Regions from separate parts of the Bos taurus genome. Here region 2 is linked to region 1. The links are chromatin contacts, called in public Hi-C maps. All regions are on one chromosome and are shown on one strand. Each heading gives the region's core, a stretch centred on a gene start, on an enhancer-like site or on the middle of the called end of the contact. The rest is flanking DNA. Distances are from core to core; before and after follow the strand shown.

Region 1 (7,161 bases), core at 1,848-4,347:
CAAAAAAACTCAGATACCTGTAACTGAGTGGAGGTGTAACTGAGTCACACATTCAACTAGCAGAGAAGCAATAGAGAAATCCTTTGAGAAACAAAGGCTGCTTAAAACTCGGCATCACAGCAAGACCAAGTCAAGAAGAAAATGGCTGTCACACCACTGTTAGGATCTCTGAATGGAATAAGGTGGTACCAGCAAATACTTTCACAGTTGGGAGCATATCTCAAGAAGAGGAGACTTAGAGTTTGGTTCTTCCTAAGGAAAGTCTGATTAGGCTCATAGTTGTTGTTCAGTGGCTAAGTTGTATCCGACTCTTTGCAACCCCATGAACTGTAGCATGCTAGGCTTCCCCATCCTTTACTATCTCCCAGAGCTTGCTCAAACTCACGTCCATTGAGTCAGGGATGCCATCCAACCATTTTATCTTCTGTTGCCCCCTTCTCCTCCTTTCTTCAGTCTTTCTCAGCATCAGGGTCTTTTCCAGTGAGTTGGGTCTTCACATCAGGTGGCCAAAGTATAGGCGCTTCAACTTCAGCATCAGTCCTTCCAGTGAATATTCAGGATTTATTTAATTTAGGATTGACTAGTTTGATCTCCTTGCTGTCCAAGGGACTCTCAAGAGTCTTCTTCAGCACCAAAGTTCAAAAGCATCAATCCTTTGGCCCTCAGCCTTCTTTACTGTCCAACTCTCACATCTGTACATGACTACCAGAAAAACCATAGTTTTGACTATACAGAAAGACAGAGACAAGTCTCTAAACAGTTGTGAACATAGCACTTCCTGAATTCAAATAATTTTAAATAAATTATTAAGAAATCAGTATTGTCAAAGGAGTCACCTACATGGTCTAAAAGAGAATGTTATTGAGACTAAAAATGACAATTGAGATCCAGCCTTTACAGCTGGATCTCAGAATTGCTATGGATTAACTCTTTTATATACCATTCTTATCCTTTACAAATGGGAATACTTTTTTTTTTTAATTTTATTTTATTTTTAAACTTTACATAGTTGACTACTTATTGCAGTTGTCCTTTTATTGTTCTACCATTTCATATGTATCTTGTATGTATAGGGGCTTCCCAGGTAGCTCAGTGGTAAAGAATCTGCCTGCAATGCTGGAGACCTGGGTTCCATCCCTGGCTCAAGAAGGTCCCCTGGAGTAGGAAATGGAAACCCACTCCAGTATTCTTGCCTGGGAAATCCCATGGACAGATGAGCCTGGTGGGCTACAGTCCATAGTGTCACAAAGAGTCAGATATGACTGAGCATGCATGCATAGTGTGTGTATGGGCTAGGCTAGATAACTTTTCTTTTTAGTTCAGAGATCTGTAGGTCAAGAGTATATCTTGGTCTGTCATGACTATTATGAATCATTTCTATCTCCTGGAATCTAAGCTAAAAATATTGGTGAAAAAAAAAGAAAATATTGTTGAGATGTAACTTTAGAGTTGTCTGTTTTAGGGAGTAGATGAGTATGTTCTGCACATAGGAAAGGAAGGAGGTTGACCCAAAGGGTTAACTGTGGTAGACTGTATTACTCTTTTTTTTTTTTTTAATTACTCTTGTATAATCCACTCCCCTTGAATGTGGCCTGGACCTAGCTACTTTCTGTTACCTAATAGAATAGAGCAAAAGGATACCGCTTCTGAGGTTACAAAGAACCTGTGCTTCCCTCTGTGTGTCCTCTCTTGCTTTTTCATTTGCTTACTCTGATGGAAGCCAACTGCCATATGAATTGCCCTATGGAGAAGCCCATGTGGCAAGGAAAACAAGGGATTCCTCCACCCAACAGCTCATGAGCAACTGAAACCTGGCTTCAACCACAGGAATGAGCTACAAATCCTTCACATGAGGGACTTCCGTGGTGGTCCAGTGGCTACTCCATGCTCCTAATGCAGGGGGCCTGGGTTTGATCCCTGGTCAGGGAACTAGATCCCCCATGCCGCATCAAAGATTCCATGTGCTACCGTGAAGACCTGGCACAGGCAAATAAGTTTAAAAAACCCTTCAAATAAGACTGGAGTCCTCGCCAACACCTTGATTGCAGCCTATGGGAGACTGTGAAGCAGAGGGACCCCTTATGGACTGAATTATGTCCGCGCAAAACTGACATGCCAAAGCCCCAACCCCCATTATGACTATATTTGGAGATGGAGCCTATAAAGAGGTAATAAAACTTAAAAGAGTTTATAAGGTTGGAGTCCTTAATCCAATTGGACTGATGTCCTTATAAGAAGAGGAAGAGATACCAGAGTGCACCCCCACCATCACCCCAAACCCACATGTGCTCAAAATGAAGGCCTTGTGTGAACACAGCAGAAAGGCTGCTGCTGCAAGACAGGAAGAGAGGCCTCACCAGAAACAGCATGTAGATCTTAGACTTTCAGCCTCCAGAACTGTGAGAAAATAAACTTCTATTATTCATGCCCCATTTCCACCCCAATCTGTGGTATTTTGTAATGGCAGATCTAATACCTTAACAATACTATACCCAACTAGGTTGTGTGTGGATTTCTGACCCCCAGGAACTTTGAGATAATAATAACAGTTGTTTTGAGCTGTTAAATTTTAGGATAATTTTCCATGCAGCAATAGATCATTAATATATTAATCTATTTTTTCTCTCCTTATCCTCTGACTTATGCCTTTAAAAGCTGGGTAGGGGTAGGGGACTCGTGGGATGCATCCTCTTTGAGCTTTTCAGATTGCAGGGGAAAAAAAAGTTAGTATTCATGGCTAGTAAAGAATCATTCCACTTTTTGAGTCAGTTTCCCAGCAAAGTAAAAAACAACTCTGGTTTGGATTCATATTTCAGTCCAAGTAGTTGAGGAGAGAATAATTTTAATGATTTAGAGTTCATGAACTCCCTGTGCATATTTGTATGGACATATATATATATAGTTCTAATTATATTTATATAAAAATATATATGGATGAATTGCTGTAATTCTATTATTCCTATAAGGACAGCATTGATATACTGGATCTAGGTGATCTTAATTAAACATTTATTGAAATCAATGTATATTTTCTAGGACTGGACAAAAATAATTTGCTGAGATGTCAGCTGGGAATTCTCCCAGCGAAAGCCTGGAAATGGAGAGCTTCCACACAAGATTCAGTGCCTGGACACCTTTCAGCAACAAGTCATTAAATCGACAGGTGAGTCGCATATTCTAGAATAAGATAAGATTAAATTCTAGGGTGACTTTTACTGTGATATATTGGGTCTCCTGTTACCATATTTAAATTAAATGCTTGTAAGAACTTAGTTTTTGAGTCACTTGAAACAGAAATGAACATACATTTGTCTGCCCCAAAGATAATCTCTCTTTAGCCCAGTTCACAACTCCAGTTTTATGGAAGGCACAAGACCTGCCCCCACTTTTGTCTTGTTTATACCTCAGGAAACAAAATAGAAACCTCCAGGACACACCCTGATTGCTGTAAGGGTGGTGTTTTGGTGTGTGTTTGCATTTGGTGTGTGTTTGGTGGTGAGAGCATTAGTGTGTGTGTTTCTTTAATTTTCTCTTCCCTCTTGTGCCTACTGCACAGTTCCCTGGGGCCTGAGGATTCCCCGTCCTTTGAAAGGTAATTTGAGAGGTAGTCACTGAATGGCCCAGGCAGCTCTGCCAGACCTCCACAGAGAAGGAGGCTGCCTGGGTACTCAGAGCTCAAACGTGGCCCATGCTCGTTCACAAAAGAAAGAGACCAGACGGGCTGGGACCAAAGCCTGACTAGTAATAATACCAATGAGTTTATATATGTCATCTAAGCCAACCTGGACTGAGGTCCTGGTTTGGGGGCACACTGGTCCTGGTGTGTCTTTTGTGGAGACACTCCTAACAAAGGCTATTCAGTAATATTTATTAACTTTCATTTTGGTGGGTGTTATAAAAATGTAGGACTCTGGCTTAGTAAAATCACACCTACTCCACATGGCCCTGTTTTCACAATTAAGCAAGTAACTGGTATGTATTTTCAAGATGAAATGTTTGCGATCTGTTTCTCCGGACCACACTAGTTTAGGTAGAGACAAGAGTGAGGATTCATTACTTCTTTGTGCCCTCCTTGGGCACCTCTGTAATTACGTCCCCTCCAGCCTTTCCCACCTGCCTACCCAGCAAGCCTGGGCTTGCCTGCATCCCTGGATAAAAAGCAGTTTAAGCTGAAGGGAAAGACCCTTACTAATGTGAAAGTGCTTTATGAACTGTAACGTGCAAAGCAAATATTAGCTGTGAGATTGTTAGGTTGCTTATGTCTTGCTTAGCAACTTAGAATATGTTGAAATGTCATTTCTCCCCCAACTTGTAGCTCTTTCAGGAAAGAGTTGCTCTTATAAGTCACTGGTTTGATCTCTGGACTAACAAGCAACGTCAAGAATTCTTATTCACGATTTTTTTACGATGCACTAAATCACAACTAAGGTAAATGTAGCCTAGTGATGTAATTATCTTAAAGAAAATATTATACAATGATCATATAACCTTAAAGAGTTTCTCTTTTCCCTAAAGAAAAACAACACAATTGATATTTTAAGGTTTATAAACAATCTTTTCTAGTGCTGCTTCCTCTTTGAGGATGAAATGGATACTTAGGGAACTTGAACACCTTCATACCATAGTGGGATATTTGGTTTTTGCAAAAAACTTTTGCAAAAACTTATGAATAGCTTCAGCCAGTGAATCTTTAACAATCTCTTATTATATTAAGTTCTCCTTGAAACTATCAGATAAGGTATTTCAAGTAGGTGCTCCAAAATATTTGTTACATGAGTAGATGGATCTAAAAAATACCTGAGAAGTGACAGTGGCAGCCACATTTAGAAATATAGGCAGGACTTGTACAGCAGTGATTACCGATGACTGAAAAGTCTTGGTTTTTAATTGTTTCCCTTACATCCTATTATATCTGTAATTTATTTTAAAATACTCCAGCACGGCTGGTGTGATATGTGAAAGTGTTCACTGCAATTACACCCAGGGGCAGCTAGTGTTCTAATCAAGAGTTAGTACTCTTGGGTTGGTTAGCTAGCCACTATATTGAAAAGGTTAAAATGCCTTAGTTATTACCAGATACATTGCTAAGTAGCATATCAAATATCAGACATTAGTTTTTCTCAGAGCAACTTGTGGCATAGCTTGCCAGATGAATGCTAGAAATGGCCTGTCTTTGGTGAAATTAAAGGTATTCAGGTATGTGAACTGACCAAGATATTCTAGAGCGCCCTCTGGCACGCCTGGACCTGGTTGAAGAATCCAACCAGGCTTATAAGGATGGATTCATCTCCCAAAATATGGCCTTGTCTGCCTGTGGAATCTCTGAAAGCCTTAGGGCAACAAGGGTAGTGATAGAATCCTGTTTCTGGAACACTGTTATTTCTCAGTTGAGTGAACCTTTCACCCAAGGGTCAGAGAGCTGGGATTTCATCAAGCCCACAGAGGCGGCTACATGAAGTGGTGAGGTTGGGAGGACAGGCAAACCTTTGAAATTCTTAGGTAGTTACCAGAAAGTACCTAAGAGTTGTGCAAGACCAAGCTGGCTAATTTTAGTTTATAGCATCTGCTTCTCACTCTTTCTAACCCTTCTGCCTGCCCCATTTCTTTCAATCAAGCATTTCTTCTCTTCTGCCTATTAACTCACCTTCTCCACTGTCAGCTTTCTGTGCATCCTGGGCCCGAAATGGATTATCCCTGAAAGAGTCACTGGAGGGAGACAGCCATCTTCTCCCATTAACAGACTGTGTTGAAAGAGGCTGCAAAGACAGGTCACAATAAAGAGGATCTTCAGTCAATGCTTAAAAATCATGGGTAAGGGACATTCTTATGGTAGTCATTGGCTAGGTTTCCTTTGGCTCCAGCTTTGCAGCTTTCAAGATAAGAAAATAATAGACCAAACCCTTATATCCATAATTGCTTTGTGAGCCATCGTGTTCTAGCCTCATGCATCACAAAGTGAGCAATTTTAGTTGTAACCACTGGAGGTCATTAGTGATCTTGTAGTATATTTTGAGGCTCATTAACATTAGGCTTGACATTTTTTCTCTGGAAACTTCATCCATTGTCTGGTACCTGAATTCTTCTTTCTCTAGGACAGGGATATAGAACTAACAGGTTCATTGAAATTTCTCTGCTTTGTTGGACAGCAGTTTCTGCAGAGCTGTGTGTATTTCATAGTCCCGTGAAGCTGTTATTACATGCTCTGGGCTAGTGACTTCAGGGGAAGTTGTATATCAATTTCTAGTCTCTGGGTTTGGCATCTTGAAACCAGAATCTTTAATTTGCAGTGGTGGTTTTTGTTGGTGAGCATCAGTCAGTTCATTCCCCACAGTCTGGATGAAGTCTCTCTTACACTACTTCCTCCCATCTTTTTTGGTCAGTCATTTCTTCTCTCTTCCAGACAGCTGCAGATACCATGTGCGGATGGTCTAATCTAATTTGAGCTATGCTTGATTTTAAGTAAATCTAAAAGCCCAACTCATTTTCATTTTTAGCCTAAAGTTAATGCAATAAATTTTAAAGCATCATTATTGAAATGTAATCCACATACATAAAACTCATCCATTAGAAGGGCACAATTCAGTGGATTTCATACATTCCCCGAGTTGGGCAACCATCAGCACAATCTAAGTTTAGAACATATCCATCAACCACAAAAGAAACCCCCTTTCTATTAGGAATCACTGTCCATTCTAAACCCCCTCCAATTCCAGCCAATTCCAATTCCTCCAATTCCATATGCAACCACTAATTTCTTTTCTTTCTCTATAAATTTGCCTATTCTAAACTTTTCATATGAATGGATTCATACAATATGTGGCCTTTTATGACTGCCTACTTTCATAAATTATAATGTTCTCAAGGTTTACCTATTTTATAGCATTTATCAGTACTTTCATTTTTATCATGAAATAATACTCCATAATATGGATATGCCATATTTTATTTATTCACCAGTTGATGGAATTTGGGTTGTTTCCACATTTTGACTGCTGTAAACAATGCTGCTGTAAATATCACTTTATAAGTTCTTCTCTATGGATGCTTATTTCTTTTAGGTGTATAGCTAGAAATGGAATTGCTGAGTCAAATGGTAACACTGGAATCAACTTTTAACTATTGCTTCTTCTGAATTTTGTTTACTCCTCTAGTCTCTATTCT
Region 2 (7,161 bases), core at 2,200-4,699, 150 kb after region 1:
TTGTCGGAGCTGTCCTGTGTATTGTAGGCTGTTTAGTAGCACTCCTGCCTCTATCTACTAGACGCCAGTAGAACTGCTCCCTCCCTCTGAGTTATGATAACCAAATATGTCTCCAAGTGCCTTGTGGGTGGCAAAACTCCCTTCCCCCTGGCCGTCCCCACTCTCACATTTGAGTTCCTCGGCCCTGTTCCTCATCACTTCATTTACATGTGAAAGAATCAGTCCCCAGTTTCTTCTTCCCTCTACTCTCAGTTGCTCTGGTCTCCTAAATGCCTCCTAAGTGCGTTAGTAGCCCAGTCATGTCCGACTCTGTGTGACCCCATGGACTGTGGCCCGCTAGGCACCTCTGGCCATGGAATTCTTCAGGCAAGAATACTGGAGTAGGTTGCCATTCCCTTCTCCGGTGAATCTTCCCAACCCAGGGATGGAACCCAGATCTCCTGCATTGCAGGCAGATTCTTTACTGTCTGAGCCACCAGAAATGCCTCCTAAAGCACAGCTTTTATGAGTCAGTTCTCTTAAATCTCTAACTCCCTGCCACCTTCACAATTAGTTCAAAGCTCTCCACCCAGTCTCAAACATTCTCCCACAAACACCTCACACTGTGGCTACCCAACCGCCCTTCAGTAACACAGACCTGTTCATCCAGCCCCTCCTTTTCTGTTCTACTGCTGTCACCCTGGTTTGGGTGCTCTGTATCTAGCATCTATTCTGAACCACTGCTCGAGCCTCTTTCCCTAGCCTCTGATCTCTATCTCACTAGAAGTCAAAAACTATCAGTGAGTCTCCACTGCCTCCTGAAATATGAAATTGGCCTGTTCTTCAGAATCTTTCCCAATGTGGTCTCTAAGTGCCAGTATCTCCAAAACATACTACAGCTTTGGCAAAATCTGACTATCTGCTAGTCCTTGCAAAGGGTCCTTCCCACACTTTCCATCTCTGGCCATGTTTTACCGCCTGGAAATCCTCTTCATCCCTCCACACTACTGTAAGGTCCATCTGAATTAAGTGAAGAGGCCTTTCTTGGTCATACCCTCCTTTATCCATCTCATGACATTCACACTGCTTTGTTACATGTTTATTTCTGGAGCTTACAAGGTCCTTGAGAACTTCTTACTCCTGCTGTGAGGCCCTGCAACACCTAGCCCAGTGCTAATTTGTATGTGAGTTGCTTCAAATGTTTTCAACTTACGAAGCAAGGGAGGACTGTTTTCCGACAATCCTAAGCTTCCATTAGGGAATTAAGTCCACATTCCTCTTTTGTTTCACATTTTATCTCCTAGGCCAATTTTTTAAGTAGATTGCCTTCAAGCTACCCAGAAAGCTATAAGAATTGTGCTTTAGGGAGTTCCTACAGTTTCCAGCTTATTAATATAACTGAATCCTGAATATTTATGCTATTTAAGTTCTCTTTTAAAAAAGGCAATAGAAATTTATTTTTGAGTGTAAATAAAATCGAGCATGACATGAAAATAAGTTGGACTGGGTTAAACATGTTTGAAGCAAAGGTTAATTAAGCTGAATTTGTATCCTAAATAATATAATGTCCTAAAGTCTTCATGCACCCTTAAAAATATGAATGTCAGTCGATTTCAGCTTGCCCTACCCCAAAGAGAGAAACCAAACAGAAAATGGGAGGTTCCCCCTTAGTTTTAGTTTCCTAATGTCTTGAACGTATTTCTACAAAAAGAGCAAAATCATTAGTGAGTATATTCCTCTAAGTCTAACTCCAAAGCCATACGGGGAACATACAGTACCCACACAGCAGGGGTCAGCAGTTAGAGGCCCTGTTTTGTATGCCCCTGAGCTAAAAATGATTTTTACATTTTTAAAAGACTGCAAGAACAAAAACAAAGAATATACATACAGAGACTGTATGTGGCCAGCAGAGCCTAAAATATTTACTTTGTCTCTTCAGCAGAATGAATATGAGACTCCCAGCTGCTGGTGTGTAAGACGCCCAATTTTCCTCCCAAAATTTTTAAAAAGCAACATAAAACAAACCAGATTATGCAAAAAGAACTGGTTCAACTTAGTCACAATTAACGCACAGATAACTTCTAAAAGAGAGGCCTGTGTGGACATTTTTATATTTCCCAGAAGGTTCCTCAGAAGGAACTTGACCCTCATTCTAAGCACACTTAGGCTTGAAGAGTTTAAAGCGCTCGGCCCAAAGTCACCCTGCGGGTTAACAGAGTGGGGGGTCATGGGTCCAGGCCTGAAAACTCCTGATTCAGGGCTCTCTGCAATATACTACATCATACCTACGCACATGGCCGTAAGTTTTGGAGATCTGGATAACTGGCTTGGATCATCATAGAGAGGAAAGCTTAAAACCTGTTCCTGATACGCTGTTTAGACAAAATCTTACTAGCAGCTATGACTCATGAGACCCAGAGTAACATCAATGCTCACCACATACATTAGATAAGACGGAGAAAGCTTAAAACTTAACTCTCCTCGGTCCTCTAGGGCACTGAGGCAAATAGGCACCTTTGACTTGCGGTTGCTCAATACTTATCTACCAACCCAATCCACCAGTTCCACCAAATGCTACCGACGGCCAATGGAAAAATGATCCAGTTTACACCAGCCACGCATCCTACAGTTAAAGTTCTTTTCATACCTACTTGCAAACTATTACTTAAAAGTTCAAATTTTTTAATCTCCTTGAGAATTCAGCTTCCTTAAGAAAAAGAAAAGTAGATGCCAAGACCAAGGATTCAAAAGCATGGTAACAATCCCAGATCTTTCATCTGAAGTTGCTCTTTCAGGGTTGAAAAATCCAGATTCTGCGGGGCAGCCGAGAGATACAGGGCTTACGCTCTCCAGAGATAATACAGAGACCACCACCCCCTCCCCAACCCCCACAGTATCCCTGCCTGACTTTTGTCCTCGAAGAGCGACCCCCTCCCCCTCGCGAGTCCCGGCCGCCCGGGCACCTGCGGCCCCGGCCCGCAGCGGAGGAGTCCGGGGAACCTGCCCACCGCCGGCCCTTCGGGAAACGGCGCCCACTCCCACCCCGCGGAAGCAGGCGGTTAGAGGCCCAAGCCGCCGGGAAGCGACCCCTCGGCGGCCGGCCGACCCCCAGACGCGGCGGCGTTACCTGGAGGACCACGTCGTTGGGCAGCTGCGCGGCCCGAAACAGCTCCAGCACTCGCCCGTTGGCCGACACCTTCTTGGTGCTCTCGATGTCGCAGTAGGAGAAGAGATCCGAGTAGTATTTCTGCTCCGCATCGCTCAGCGTTAAACCTTCCATCTTCGCCTCCGCTCACGGCCACCCCGCCCCGCATGCAACACCGGGGGCTCGGCCCCGCGACCCCAGGACGGTGGGTACTGCGCGCCGCCCGGCCTCCTTCTCCTCCTCACCCTCCTCCCCGAAGCGGCGGGGAGCCCTGGGGGGCGTCGGAGCTACAGGGCCCGGAGGTCGCGGGGAGGGAGCCCGGTTGGGCTCGGCGCGCCGCCGCCGACGAGGCCCCGCGCAGCGCGCGGCTCCGGCTCCGCCTCGGCGGCCGCGGGAAGAACACGGGGAAGGAGGCGGGGGCCGCGGCGGTGCGAGGCTGGGGCGGACTCCGCCACCGCCTCCGCCGCGGGTTCGAGTCTCTCCGGCTCCCCGCCGCTTCCCCCAAGACTTCCCGCCTTGCCTTCCCCTTCCGTCCACGCCCCCACAGCGGCAGCACTTCGCGGAAAAGTTGCGGGGCTTCTAGTCTAAAGTTTCGGGGGTTCAGGGCTGAGCGCGGCCGCCGCTCCGCCTCCCTCCGCCGCCATTTACTGCGCCCCGGCCCGGCCCCCGACGCGACCGCAGCAACACTGACAGCGGCGGCCGCGCTCCAGACCCGGATGTGAGGCCGGGAGGAGAGAGCGCGAGAGGGAGAGAGAAACACCCACCGGGCTGGCTCGGCCGCTCCCGGGAGAGGGGGGCCGCAGCGCCCCCTGGTGGCCGGAGCTCCGCGGCAGAGGGTCGAGCCGCCCTTCGCGTTGGGCAGGCAAGGCTGGGACCCCTGGAAGCAGCGACCAGTGGGGAAAGCACGCAGCTCATTCATACCAGGAGAACTTAGATACGGGCTGCAGTTTGGATTATCTCAAAGCTTCTGGCACCGAATGGTTAATAAACATTGAGTGAAAGGGGAACATTGTTCAGGTTCTTACTACTGTATGCGTTGTGCTGCTTTGAGGTCAGATGTTACTGAGGATCAATTCAGTATTTCTATGTGCTCTGAAGGGCTATGAACATGTAACCAACCCATCTGAGAACTCTCATCGTATAGACACTAGCCACTGAGACCCAGCTCCCACTCTGGCTCCAAACCGTGTTTACCTGAGAAACAAAATTGCTGAATAGAGGGAACAGCTAGCAAACTTCATCTCGTTATACAAGGTGGTTCTGGTCACCAGGAGCTTAGTGCCATAAATATATACCATCAGCTCTATAAACCTGTTTAGACTCTGGGCCGACCACAGGGTCTCGCTCTGGCGACCCCTAATTTCCTCCTTTATGGAAGATGATGTGTTTGCACTGTTGTATTCTACACCTATCTGGGAGATACTTCTTGAGATGTCTCAAATAGAATATCATAATAGTTTATCCTTAACAAATAGGAAATAGTTCAAAAACAGCAGCTAGGGTAGAACTAGACTTTTCAGTATGGGTTTTTATTTCGTCTGCTACGGGTTACTCCGCTGAGTGCTGACCTTACAGATGACCCATGAAAGGAAAGTTATTACAGGTTTACAGTCCTCTATCTGGAATTTCAAAATTCAAAGGCACTGAAAACCCCAAGGGTTTGTTTTTTGTTTTTTTTTTTTAACACTTTGTCTGCAAAACCTGCCCTACTTCATTTGGAGGCAAAATCTCAACTCAACTCACATGAGGCTATTTATAGTCTTTATATATGCCACTTAGTGTCAATATTTATTCATTTTACTCCAGGCTTTAATGGAATGTTAAAATACACACAATTATAGGCATTGCATTACCTTTCTTTAAAAAACAAACAAAAACCAAAGAGGGATTGTGGGGCCATATTTGAATACTAGCACAACATGACTTTAACTTCAAGTTTCTCTCTTTCTAAAACTTTAAATCTGTCACAGCAATACCTCACATGCCCTTGCAGGACACCCACCAGAGGTGATCGGAGACCCACAGATGTCCTGTCTTCCAAAGGTATAAAAGAGAGGAGCATATGAGATAGGAATTGGCTCAGGGTCATCTTCAGCTTCTTTTTCTCCACACCTTTCCTAGACCCTGAAGCTCTTTGCTGCCCCAGGGCCTTTGCTCCCGCCACTCCCATAAGCCTTTGCTTGTTCTCTCACACCTCAGGTCCCTGTACAGGTATCACCTCCTCAGAGAGAGACCTCCCTCAACACCTGATCTGAAATAGCCCCCACCACTCCAATGGTTAAGAATCTGCCTGCCAGTGCAGGGGACAAGAGTTTGATCCATGGTCAAGGATGATTCCACATGCTCAAGGAAGATTCCACTTGCAGAGGAGCAACTAAGCCCCTGCACCACAATTGCTGAAGCCTGGAGGCCAGTCCTCCACAACAAGAGAAGCCCACATACAGCAAGGAAGACCCAGCACAGCCATTAATACAAATAAAATAGCCCCACCATCACTCTCTATCCCCTGATCCGAATTATTTTTCTTTGTAGCACTTTTCACTCCCTGACATTAACATATATTTTTGTTTACATTCTGAGAATTGAGATATATCTGACATACAATCTTTTTTATGGTGGTGAGGGGAGTCCTGAACATCAGTACTTGTAAGAAGCACTGTATCTGTGTAAAAGTTCCTCCAAACACACACATACACACTCAAAAAACCAGAAAGCCTTGCACGAAGGGGAGACCTTTACCAGCCCCAGCCAGATACTGGGTTGGCCTGGTGTTGGAGGGTTTGACAGTTTCACAAATGCAAGGATTTTTCTTTATATCTGTTACTTAAATTTATATTTTAAGGTACAAATGGGGAAAAAAATTAACATACAGACCCTTTGAGGCCAAATCTAATTCTTTTCTGTACATGTCTAGGTATATCAGTTTTAAAAAGGGACATCACAAGAATTCTGTTTTAAAACAGCTGGTGTATAGTGTATAGCTACAAATTTAAAGATACTGGTCTTCAGGTAATATCAATATATTCTGAGCTAGTGACGCAGAGAATATAGAATGGCCTTTTGAAAGTACAGCTGATACGTCAGCATGGAAATAATGTTCTGTGAAGACGGGACCCCATACTCTAGGATGCAGTAGCACCCTAAATTAGCCATCTTGTATGTTCCTCTGTCTCCAATAGGTAGACTATATGGGACAGAGAACCAAGGGATAGAAGCAAAACTGGCTGCACTTATCTTTGCCCTCAGGGACCCACTCGGGGGAGTTTCCCATCCCCTCAACCTTAGATTCTGAGCATGCAAAAGTCCTGGTTCTGACACAGGACTGTTTCCACTCGGAGGCATATTATTAGTCCCATTAAACTGTATGCCACAAATGGTGTTCTGTCACTTGAGGCTCCTTGTGTCAATAGATCAGTAGGGAACAAAAGAATCAACATACTGTAAGGCAACTGAACCAGTTCAACTACCCACACACTTCTGTTCCTATTAAGTGACTGACTTAGTGCTTACCAACCTGTTGCACTTAATATTGTAACTGTTATGATTGGGGTTTCCCTAGTAGCTCTGTTGGTAAAGAATCTGCCTGCAATGCGGGAGACCCAGGTTCAATCCATGGGTCAGGAATATCCCCTGGAGAAGGAAATGGCAACCCACTCCAGTACTCTTGCTTGGAGAATTCCATGGACAGAGAAGCCTGGCAGGCTACAGTCCATGGGATCACAAAGAGTTGGACACGACTGTGTGACTAACTTCCACTTTTTTCACAATTGGATTAAATATTACATAATCTAATTAGGAAAACAGATAATTTTTCTTTCTATGGAAACTAAGAACATGCTGATGACAAACTGCTAAGAAAAGTGGCTGTTAAATGAGCTGGTGAACTCATGAGGAAAGACTTAGAGTCGCAAGAAATACCATCATATCTATGGGTTGGGCACACAGGATATTAATGTGTGCTTCTTGTTCAATTGGTTGATGTAGTGATCGGAATGGAAGATAAGTTTCTTTCCTGTAATTAGAAGTTTCTGTTTTTT

Evidence for each region. A called contact is a pair of places that touch in the nucleus more often than the background predicts.
Region 2: a Hi-C map of skeletal muscle shows a contact between it and region 1, with 4 times the contacts expected there. The contact joins the promoter of REPS1 here to the promoter of ECT2L in region 1. A contact is called at or near these places in 3 of 11 Hi-C or Micro-C datasets (liver, skeletal muscle and skin fibroblasts).

The regions. Positions count from the first base shown.
Region 1 is chr9:76,572,337-76,579,497 of ARS-UCD2.0, forward strand. ECT2L (epithelial cell transforming 2 like) reads left to right here and starts at 3,098. Exons shown (of 20, transcript NM_001191539.1): 1 at 3,098-3,163; 2 at 4,316-4,428. The coding sequence starts at 3,098.
Region 2 is chr9:76,725,534-76,732,694 of ARS-UCD2.0, forward strand. REPS1 (RALBP1 associated Eps domain containing 1) reads right to left here and starts at 3,450. Exons shown (of 20, transcript NM_001354364.1): 1 at 3,107-3,450. The coding sequence starts at 3,259.